Regions from separate parts of the Rattus norvegicus genome. Here region 1 is linked to region 2. The links are chromatin contacts, called in public Hi-C maps. All regions are on one chromosome and are shown on one strand. Each heading gives the region's core, a stretch centred on a gene start, on an enhancer-like site or on the middle of the called end of the contact. The rest is flanking DNA. Distances are from core to core; before and after follow the strand shown. Region 1 holds the start of Adarb1 (adenosine deaminase, RNA-specific, B1). Region 2 overlaps Slx9 (SLX9 ribosome biogenesis factor).

Region 1 (4,834 bases), core at 1,736-4,235, 76 kb after region 2:
TTGCGAAGTGCACAAAAGCGGGCCACAGACCTGTCAATCCCCTGTGGCTTAATCACTCAACTTATTTCAACTCCCTGTAGTTGAGGGAGGGTGTAAGAGCCAAGGGAAGCAGTCAGTGTAACTCCACAGGAACACTGGCAGCGGTTCTAATTCCTGAGGTGAAAATACTCTCTCCTCCACCTTGGGCATTTTCAATACTATCTTCACTCATACTAAAGGTACCGCTCAAATACCACAGACCTCCTATTTCCTTCAATAAGCTAGATAGCCATATATATAGATAGATAGATATAGATATATACATATACACACACATACATATAGGGATATTGATATTGCTGAGGCCTGCCCCTTAGCATAGCTGCAGCCATTTTGTTCCATGCCCGCCAGCTATCTCATATTGTTGCTGTAATACGCCTGCCGGTCGTTGACACAGAATAATAATTTGACTCAGGGCAGGGTCATGCTGACCACATACCCCGTTAGGTTCTGCATGTTATGACATTTGTTAATCTTAAGAAATCCCTCAACCGGGGTTGGGGATTTAGCTCAGTGGTAGAGCGCTTGCCTAGGAAGCGCAAGGCCCTGGGTTCGGTCCCCAGCTCCGGAAAAAAAAAAAAAAAGAAATCCCTCAACCATAAGCTTCACTCAGGACCCATCGAATTAAAGGCCAGTATGAACTGTCATGCCTAAAATGGCTTGAGTCAGGTCTGACCGCTGGGCAAGCACTTCCAGCACCTGTGTATGAGCTCATTGTGGTTTTTGTGGTTTTAGCCTTTGAAAGCTGGCCCTGAGAAAATATCCAGCGCACAGCTTTTAGCTCTTAAGTCTGAGCACTGCCGTAGTTGATTGGCCTTTAGGTGTGTGTTCAATAAAACATCCTGACTGAAATTGGTGTTCGTGTGGTTTGTGGGGCGACTCCTGGACCGATCACATATATATAAAATCCTAATTCACATTGTATCTGTTATGGTTCCGAAGACTCCACCACCAAGCCTTTATGGCCATCAGTGGTGGACCAGGTTTCAGGTGGATTAACATCTCTCCTACAGAGGGAACGATCTGTCCAGTCTCACGGCTGTGTGTCAGTGGGTTTGCATGGTTCAAGTCCAACATCCCTGCTCCTTTCACCGGACTGTCTCCCAGTTATGCTATTGTCTGGCATCCTGACCTGTTCCACTTCCAGACTATGAGGACGAAGATGTCTTCCTAATCGATGGACCCACCCATGCACATGGCACTGCTAGATACCCGAGAGGCTGTCAAAGTGTCATTTTTCTAGCCTCTGCCGATGCGTCCTGTTGTCCTCACTTCAAGCTAGTTTCTTTTGGCAGTGTACACAGCAGATGAAAAAGGTCATTCTAGTTAGTCCCGGATGAGACACGCAGAGTTCTGTTTTTGCCGTAATGATCTTCAGTGAACCAAAGGCCTATGAAAGCGATGGTCTCCGATGAACATACTTCCTGTGTCCACATCTCTGTCTCTCATATTTATTTGCGCAGGGCAGCATCTTTCAACTTAGTCAATGAGTCACAGGAACACAGGTGATGTGCACAGGGGCTGGAAAGGCCCTGTGTGATGGAACTCGCTCTCTTGTGGTCAAACCACAGCCATTATGAGAAGCAACGTGAGCAGGCTTACTAACAGTGGGTAACACACGACCTACAGGAGTGAGGTCACCCATGGAGCCGAGAGGAACCAAACCCCGCTGAAGACAGTTATAAGCTGCTATCAGCCTTAGCAACCATGACTTTAAGTTCTGGGGTAGTTTGATACCCAGAAAAGAACACGCTTGTCCTTGTGCACAGATTTGTATCTGAAGCTTGGCATCCTGGTAGGCATTCCAAGAGTGATCTTTTCTACTTCCTTGCCAACAAGTACACCCATAGACGCTGCCTGAGGCCCACCTTTTAGGCAGGCTGAAGAACTCACTGGGAGGCTGGCTGGTCCAGGGGACAGGTTTTTGTGATGGAAGCAGACGCAGACCCCTCTACAACACTACTCCTATGGTCAGTTTATGCTTCCTGGACCTCTCCAGACCCCTAGCAACCCAGGGTAAGACCATCTGCTGAGAGGCCACACAAGTTGCTGACCACATCCTGGGTGCTCAACGCGGTACTTGTACCTGCGTCTTTTACCAGGCCCTTTTTTTTCTCTTTTTTTCTTTTTTTTCGGAGCTGGGGACCGAACCCAGGGCCTTGCGATTGCTAGGCAAGCGCTCTACCACTGAGCTAAATCCCCAACCCCTTTTCTTTTTAAACAAATGGAGAAACATGCAGAGCAAGTACAAGACAAGTCCGGTACGCCTGAGAGGTGGCAGAGCCGGAACTTGACCCCGGGATCCAGGTTAAACACAGACCGCCATTTCTAGTGACCAACAGTAGACACTCTGCTTCACAAAATCACGTCCCTGCTCCTCTCCCTACTTATTTTCAAGGTCTAAGGAGATGGGTGTGACCAGGGCCAGCTCTCAAAACCGGAGGAAGGCCCAGGAATGATTCTTGCCGGATGCCAGGGTACCACGTACGAGGTGCAGTGGGTCTTCAAGCCGCGGTCCCAGTCGCTCATCAGTGGCACCTCTCCGATTTTTCCCTGCCCTGTTCCCAGCTCCCACAAGGATCTCTGGGGTCCTTGGTCCCACCTGTCCCCTTAGCTCCCATCCCAGGCTCCCGCCCGCTCAGGCCTCCTCAGTGCGGAGTTCGAGAACCCCGCCTCCGTCGATCTTCTCAGTACGTGTCGGAGGCGGCTCCCTTCCGCTTCGAGTCTCCCTAGCGACGCACGACCTGTTTTGGTTCTAACCGCTAACCCTCGCGGTTCCCGCCGCCGCGGGCGAGTCTGGAAAGCGGCTCGGGGGCAGGAGGAGCGGGCGGACTGGCGCGCGCACGTCGGCGTCGGGCGCTGGCTCCACCCCTGCATGCGCGCGCGCGCGCGGCTGCGGCGGCTGGGGCGGGGCGAGCCGAGGGGGCGGAGCCGCCGGCGCTGAGGCTAGAGGCAGAGGCTGAGACAGCGGCTGAGGCTGAGGTGGCTGAGGCTGAGGCGGCGGCGAGGGGCTCCTAGCCGGGGCCGCGGGGCCAGCCGAGGCCGCCGCAGCGCCGGGAGCCAGACGCCGGCATCCCGCGGGCGCAGTGTGAGCTGAGGTAAGGCGGCGGGAACGCGGGCGGCCGCGTTTATGTAAGCGCGGGGCAGGTGGCTGAGGCCGCGCAGCGCCGGCGGCCGCGGACCTGACCACCGACCCCAGACCCTATCGAGCCCGGCTCGGGCCCGCGGCGGGCTGCGGGGTCGCTGGCGCATCCCGGGCGGCGCGCGGAGGGCGGGCCGCGGTCCACTTGGATGCGCTGCGCTGCGGGAGGAGGCTGCGCCCAGGACGGCTCGTCCGCTCCTGGAGGCGCCGCGTCCGCGTGGGATGCGCTGCGCCGCGGCGAGCCGACCGTGCGCCTCTCCGACAGGAGGTTGTGCTCGCGGAGAGGACCCTGTACTCCAGGGAGGAGACCTGTGCCCATCAGAGAGGAGACTGCGCCCGGGGTGGGGAATGGTGTGCCAGGCGGAGGGAACCTGTGCTCTGGGGAGGGGACTCTGTATCCCGGGAAGGGACCTTTGCCCAGCAGAGGGGACACTGCGCACCGAGAGGGGGGACCCTGTGCCCTGCAGAGGGAAAGCTGCACCCGGGGATGGGACCTTGTATCCTAGAGAGGGGACCTGTGCCCAGCAGAAGGGAGTCTGCACCCTGAAAGGAGACACCCTGTGTCACTCTGAAGCTGTGTCCGGGGATTGGGACCCTGTACCCTGCAGAAGGGACCATGTGCTTGGCAGAGGGAAGGTTGAGCTCTGTGTCCTGCAGAAGGGACCAGTGCCTAGCAGAAGGGAGATTAAGCCCGGGTGGGGAGTGGGGAGTGGGAACCCTGTGCTCCGAGGAGGGGAAGCCGCACCAGGGGATGGGGACTTTGTGCCCTGCAGAAGGGACCATGTGCTCCGCAGAGGGGAGACGGCGCCCAGAGGAAGGGCACAGGGAGGGAACCCCGTGCCCTGCAGAGAGTACTCTGAACTCCAAGGAGGGAGACCCTAACCCTGTATCTCACAGAGGGAAGGCTGCGCCCTGTGGAGAGCACCCTGTGTCCTGCAAAGGAGACACTGTACTCCCACGGACGGGACGCCGTGACCTGGGTGAGGGAGGTTGGTTTTTTGTTTTTTTGTTTTTTTTTTTTTGTTTTTTTTTTTGGTGGTCCGTGTCCCTCCCGAGAGCTCAGAGCCCACATGGGTGTCGTGCGCCCGGATGACGAAGTTCCGTGATCCCGGCACCTCTGCTGCTGTGGGAGCCATCTGGGACGTTAGGGTTTGGAGGTGAATTTTGACGCGCTCACATAGGCAGAAGGAAAATCACTGTGTGGTGGCTGTGTGCAAGGGAAATGTCAGATGGGGCTGTGGACGCTAGACTGTAGTGGCGCCGGAGTCGCCTTTGGAGGACCAGAAATGTGTTCCGTTCGGGATTTATGAGGGGGATATCCGCACTGGAGGTCAGTGTTTTCAGCTAGCAGGTTTGGGTTGTTACTTCTGATGAGGGTATCTTTTTTTTTTTTTTTTTCTTCTTCTTCTTGACAACCATTTTTTGCGTTCCATTCTAGAAGTATAAGGAAAAGAAGGCGGATAGCAAACTTGCCTTTTTACTGTTAGGTGCGTTAATTAAGATGATCGCACAGTAGTTTTTACTGAGAAGAGAAATAATGTATTAACCCTCCTTGTCCCTTTGGAAGGAAGCTGCATTTCCCAAAACTGTTTTTGTCTCAAGACAAAACTGTTTGTAAAAGCCAGCTGTTTTTGTTTTTGTTTTTGTTTTGTT
Region 2 (4,905 bases), core at 926-3,425:
CAGTGGTCGGGCTGCTTCCCGTCCTGGGCTTCTCCTTCAGCGTGGCGTCTGAAATCATCTTGTCCGGTGGGGAGCTCTGGGTTCCTCTTCCCGGCCCAGGCCCCTTGCTGCTGGGTGGAGTTGTCTCTCCCTCTTCAGTGTTGGACCAGGCTCCCGGGGATGTTGGGGAAATGCTCCTGGCGTGCCCGGCACCGAGCACCAGACTCTCAAACCACACCCCAGTCTGCTGGTCAGCAGGCACCGCCCTCTCGCCCTAGAAGGCCCCTCGGTGCTCCTAAGGTCACACTGGAGTGGCAGGTGCCACACCCCCCTGGTAGCATAGCTCCCTCTTCTCTCATCAGAAGTGAGAGGACAGAGGTCAGACGCCCATGTCTTGTCAGGAACTGCTGTGTGGTTTTAGAGGTAGGTTCTGCCCTGGCAGTGGAGTTGAGGGTCCAGGGCAGGCTGTTAAGGTGGCAGACTCGGGGTACAGAAGTGACGTGTTTTCCTGGGGTGATAGACCTTTCTGTATCACATGGGAACCTTATGGAGTGAGACAAGACCCTGGATACGGTGGTTGTTGACTCTAGATATGGTAGCCAGGTGACACAGCTCGTGTAGATCCAGTCTCCACAGCCAATGCACACTGTGGACTCCTGAACTCACACTAGTGGCCACCGAGATAAATTTTCTGGTGAAGTGTGTTGGACTGACTTGGACTCTGTATCCACAGCAGGGGGACCAGCAAGCCCAGGCCAGTGGAGCTTAGCCGGATGAGCACAGCCCAGAGACAGCAGCTTCTGTGAGTACAGCCCCAGCCCACAGGGCCTTCCTCCTGATCATCTCCACCCACACCCAGCACCCAGCCCCTCCTCTCCCCTCCCCTCTCTCCTGGCTCTCCTTCTGATTACAGGTGGGAGACATTTCTGGGGATCAAAAACTCTGCGGTCCTTAGTTGGGCCTTGGGTGTCTATCTGAAGTTCCTCCGGGGAGAGGGGATGGCATCTAGTGTAGGAACTTCCTTTCCCCAGCCCCTGGGGTGGTGGCCGGGATGTGTGAGTGCCGTGGGTTATACACACACAGTCCCGCACCTCGTCCATCGGCCGTATTGCCCTGTTGCTGCCTCACACTCTTAGGTGTGAGCTTGGACATGAGTCTTGCCTCTGCTCTTCAGCCTCTGTCGACTTGGTGCTGTGCTGTCTTCGGGGAACCCGAGGCAGCCTGGATCTCACCCACTCAGGCTGGTTATTTTGTCTGCACACAGCCTCTGTTAGTATTGAGTGTTGTGTGTCAATTTTTCCTGAGGCTCTTCATACCCTCTCGATGTATAGCTTCAGAAAGGTCTTTTTTTTTTTTTTTTTTTTTTGTCTTTTCTTTTCTTTTTTTCAGAGCTGGGGATCGAACCCAGGGCCTTGCGCTTGCTAGGCAAGCGCTCTACCGCTGAGCTAAATCCCCAACCCCAGAAAGGTCTTTTTAATGATTACTTTTGGTTTTGGGAATCCATATAGAACTTTACAGCCTCAACTCTTTTTGTCCCCAGACTCCCGTACATTGCTGAGATATATCCTATCTCCTGTGTTTGTTTGGTTTTAGGTTTTTGTTTTTATTTTTGTTTGTGTTTATTGAGACAGGGTTTCTCTGTGTAGCCCTGGCTGTCCTAGAACCCACTCTGTAGACCAGGCTGGCCTCCAACTCAGAGATCCTCCTGCCTCTGCCTCCCGAGTGCTGGAATTAAAGGTGTGAGCACCACCTGGCTCTTGTTTTCCTTGTTTTGAGATAGGTTCTTACCAAGTCTGATCCGTAGTTCTTACCCAGTTTAGCCTTGAACTCTCTCCGACTGAGTCAGGCAGCAGGTAGATAAAGAGAATGAGCCAGGTGTGGGTCTGTGAAACCTCACACCCTCTGCCAGTGATAACCTCCTAATTCTCCCCAAATAGTTGCACTGACTGAGGACCAAAAACTCAAGCATACGAGCCTACGAGACGTTTGCCTTCTCTGCTGACTCACCCGGCATCTGTGTCCAGGCTCTACTGAAGGCGGCCGTGCTGGGTTAGAGGAGGGGATGAGAGGACCTGACAGCATATATGAGAGGCCCCCGAGCTGCCTGTGTCCGCAGCTGCCCCAGTGCTCAGAGCTCTCCAGTGCACGTCTATTTTGGGCTCATTCGGGAGGAAGGCACCTCTTACATAAAGCAACTGCCATTGCTCCCTGCTCGTCAGCTTCTGCCTTGGCAGCAGCCGCTAGCAAATCCCTCTTAGATCTACTGGTAGGGTGACCTCACCAGGGGTTGGTGTGCTCAGCGGCCTGTGTGCCCCTGCCTCCTGCCGATGGTCCTGACACCCTGGTACTGTTCCTTGTGGTCACTCTGGGCCTCTGCTGTCTGCTCCAGTCTTAGGTGTCCAGGCCTGTCGTGGGGGTCCTGGGGGTTCTTGTTTTCCCCGTGCTGACCTCTGCCTTCTTTTCTTTCAGTGAGGAAGAGAGGACCCGGTTTCAGAAGCTGCTGGCCAGCCCAGCCTACAGAGCCAGTCCCCTGCTGGCTATCGGGCAGCAGCTGGCACACCAGATGCAGCTGGAAGGTGGCAAACAGCTCTGACCCAGGACAGTGGGTGCTGTGAGATCCAGAAGACTCAGTGTGGGTGGAGGCCACAGCTCTGGAATCCTGCCCTGTAACTGCACGGCCACCTAGCCGGTCTTGAAACCTCGGGCAGGGGAAGGAGGAGCTACCGCTGAGGACAAATAAAACGACTTATGGACTACGCTGGAGCCCATCTGTGGCTTCACTTCCACTTAGAGCCAGCCACTCCTGCATTTCCAAGGCTCAGCTGACCCTGGGATGGCTGTCCTGGTTCTCTGCAGAACAAGCCCAGGGTCCCCAGCTAGGGGCCAGAGTTGGGGTGGTTGCTCTTGTAGGGATCACAAGGGCTACACAAGTGTGAAACTAGAGGCCTGGCAAGGAGCTCGATTCCGAAAGTCCCTGAGGCCTTAGCACTCCTTCCCAGCTCCGACTGGGGTCCTGGTCACAGCAGGGCACTCTGCCGGCCACTGTGCTTCTCACACCATTGCTTTCCACCAAGCCACAGCTCAGGGCTCGGAGCTCTCGGCCCAGGCTACTCACTTACTTGTCCTGCTACAGTCAGAGAAGCAGGAGGCAGGACAGCCCTGGCCCAGTAGTCTCTTGGCTGGATGGCAAGATTGACCTGTGTCAGACACTAGTGGGTTCTCCGGGTGAGGGCAGTACCCACGGGACTCACAGCTCACACTGACACATGTCCCACTTTGCATCTGGGATGTGCTTATGGTACTGCTTACCCCCAAAGGTGCTCCCTAGCCTTTTACAGGGGCCCATAGCTCCCCAGCCCCTGTGAGTGGGGACAGGGCAGAACAGGTGAGGCTCCCGGGATTGGTATGGACACCTAGGGCACTTGGTGAATGAAAGTGGGTAAGACCGAATAGGCCTAAACTGCATGAAGCAGAGGCAGGCAGATCTCTTGAGTTCAAGACCAGCCTGGTCTACAGAGCAAGTTCCAGGACAGCCAGGGCTACACAGAGAAACCCTGTCTCGCAAAAAAAAAACAAAAAAAAAAAACCAAACACACACACAAACAGATAAATAAAATAATAATAAAAAGCAAACTGGTCTGGACACAGACTCAAGTTCCTTCACCAGAGGCCATTTCAGCCGTCTGCTGAGACACTGCTGGGGAAAGCAGGTTCTCATTAAGAGAAGTCGTGTGTGCCCAAACCCACCCGTGTCCAGCGCTGTCCAGTGCGCCCGGCACAGCTTAGGAGGTTTCCGTCTTCCTCGGATTGTACGTGTTAAGATTTCCGTGATGTGGCTTCAAGCAACTCTGGTCTGTCCATGATGAGCATCTTTTCACCCTGCTGGGGAGCGTAGGGCCACCCTTCAGGGTCCTACTAGGGAGAGCATTCATGTTCAGGTCGGTTACCCAGCAAAGCAGGAGAAAGCAGGAGAGGAGCCAAGCGGACATCACTGGGACCACCTCAGAATCACCGCAAAAAGTGGTCTGAGGTGAGTTCTGTGTCTAAGGCTTGGCAGAGCAGCGCTCTGCTGGCCAGAGGCTAGACACTGGGCAAGCAGGGCTCAGAGAAGGTGGTTCCTCCTCACCACAAAGCGTGTACTCTCGTGCAGATGGACATAGGAGGCAGATCCCAAGAAAGCGGCCCTCTGCGTGGCTGGTGGGAGTTTGCTGGATTTGTGTATCTCCTGATCCTTACAGAATAAACACGAATCACATAGTTATACTTTTCAGTGAGGCCCCTGGCTTACTGGATTTGAAGGTTAGCAAATGAAGTGACAGTGGGGACACAGCAGCACCTGGTCCCTCCCTCCACAAGGCCGAGCCTGGCTTCCCTGGCCACACCCTGCTCACAACACACTGTGCTCTGTCTGCACTGGGCAGCAGCCACCAAAGGCAGCCTGAGGGTAGGCAGACAGTATGGACAGGAGCCAGCAGGAGTCAGCCTTGCCTAGTCCCTGAGCTGGGGCGATGCCACTGGAGCTGGAGCTTGCCTGTCCCAGGGGGCTGGCTCTTGTTGGGAGGAAGGGGCCAGTGAGTGCGTCCTTGTATGGGGCATTGGAATCCTCCGATTTTCAGTCGCATGAACTGAGTGATGTCATCACCACGGGGCCAAGCCAGCAGGACAGACCTTTCCTCCTGAGCCTGTCCCCACGTATTTTGTCAACAAACATGCTCAGGACAGGAAGAGCTGTGGGTGGCCCCAGAGCATGGGACTCCCTGCTAAGCGGTGTCCCTGTTGAGCCCAGACCCCTAGCATGGAGAGTTTCTTCTGTCCTGAGGAGGACCGGGCCTGCCAGCTCCATTCTTAGTGGGGTATTTGGTAATTGGGAGGGAGGGGATTGGGACACCAAGGAAACCTCCTCTCAGCCGCCAGTCATGTGACCTC

Evidence for each region. Hi-C and Micro-C count contacts between places; a contact is called where the count stands out from the background.
Region 1: a contact with region 2 is called in a Hi-C map of frontal cortex, with 2.2 times the contacts expected there. The contact joins the promoter of Adarb1 here to the enhancer-like site in region 2. A contact is called at or near these places in 4 of 12 Hi-C or Micro-C datasets (frontal cortex, liver, prefrontal cortex and 1 more).

What each region holds. Positions count from the first base shown.
Region 1 is chr20:11,219,186-11,224,019 of GRCr8, forward strand. It overlaps Adarb1 (adenosine deaminase, RNA-specific, B1), which reads left to right and starts at 2,986. Exons shown (of 11, transcript NM_001111055.1): 1 at 2,986-3,137.
Region 2 is chr20:11,143,501-11,148,405 of GRCr8, forward strand. Slx9 (SLX9 ribosome biogenesis factor) reads left to right here. Exons shown (of 6, transcript NM_001008307.2): 5 at 713-781; 6 at 2,449-3,612. The coding sequence ends at 2,572. Among named protein-coding and RNA genes, the nearest start is that of Slx9, 32 kb to the left of the region's middle. Within about 2 kb of position 2,176, at least 33 of the 93 cell types and tissues checked have an H3K27ac peak or open chromatin away from gene starts, as enhancers often do.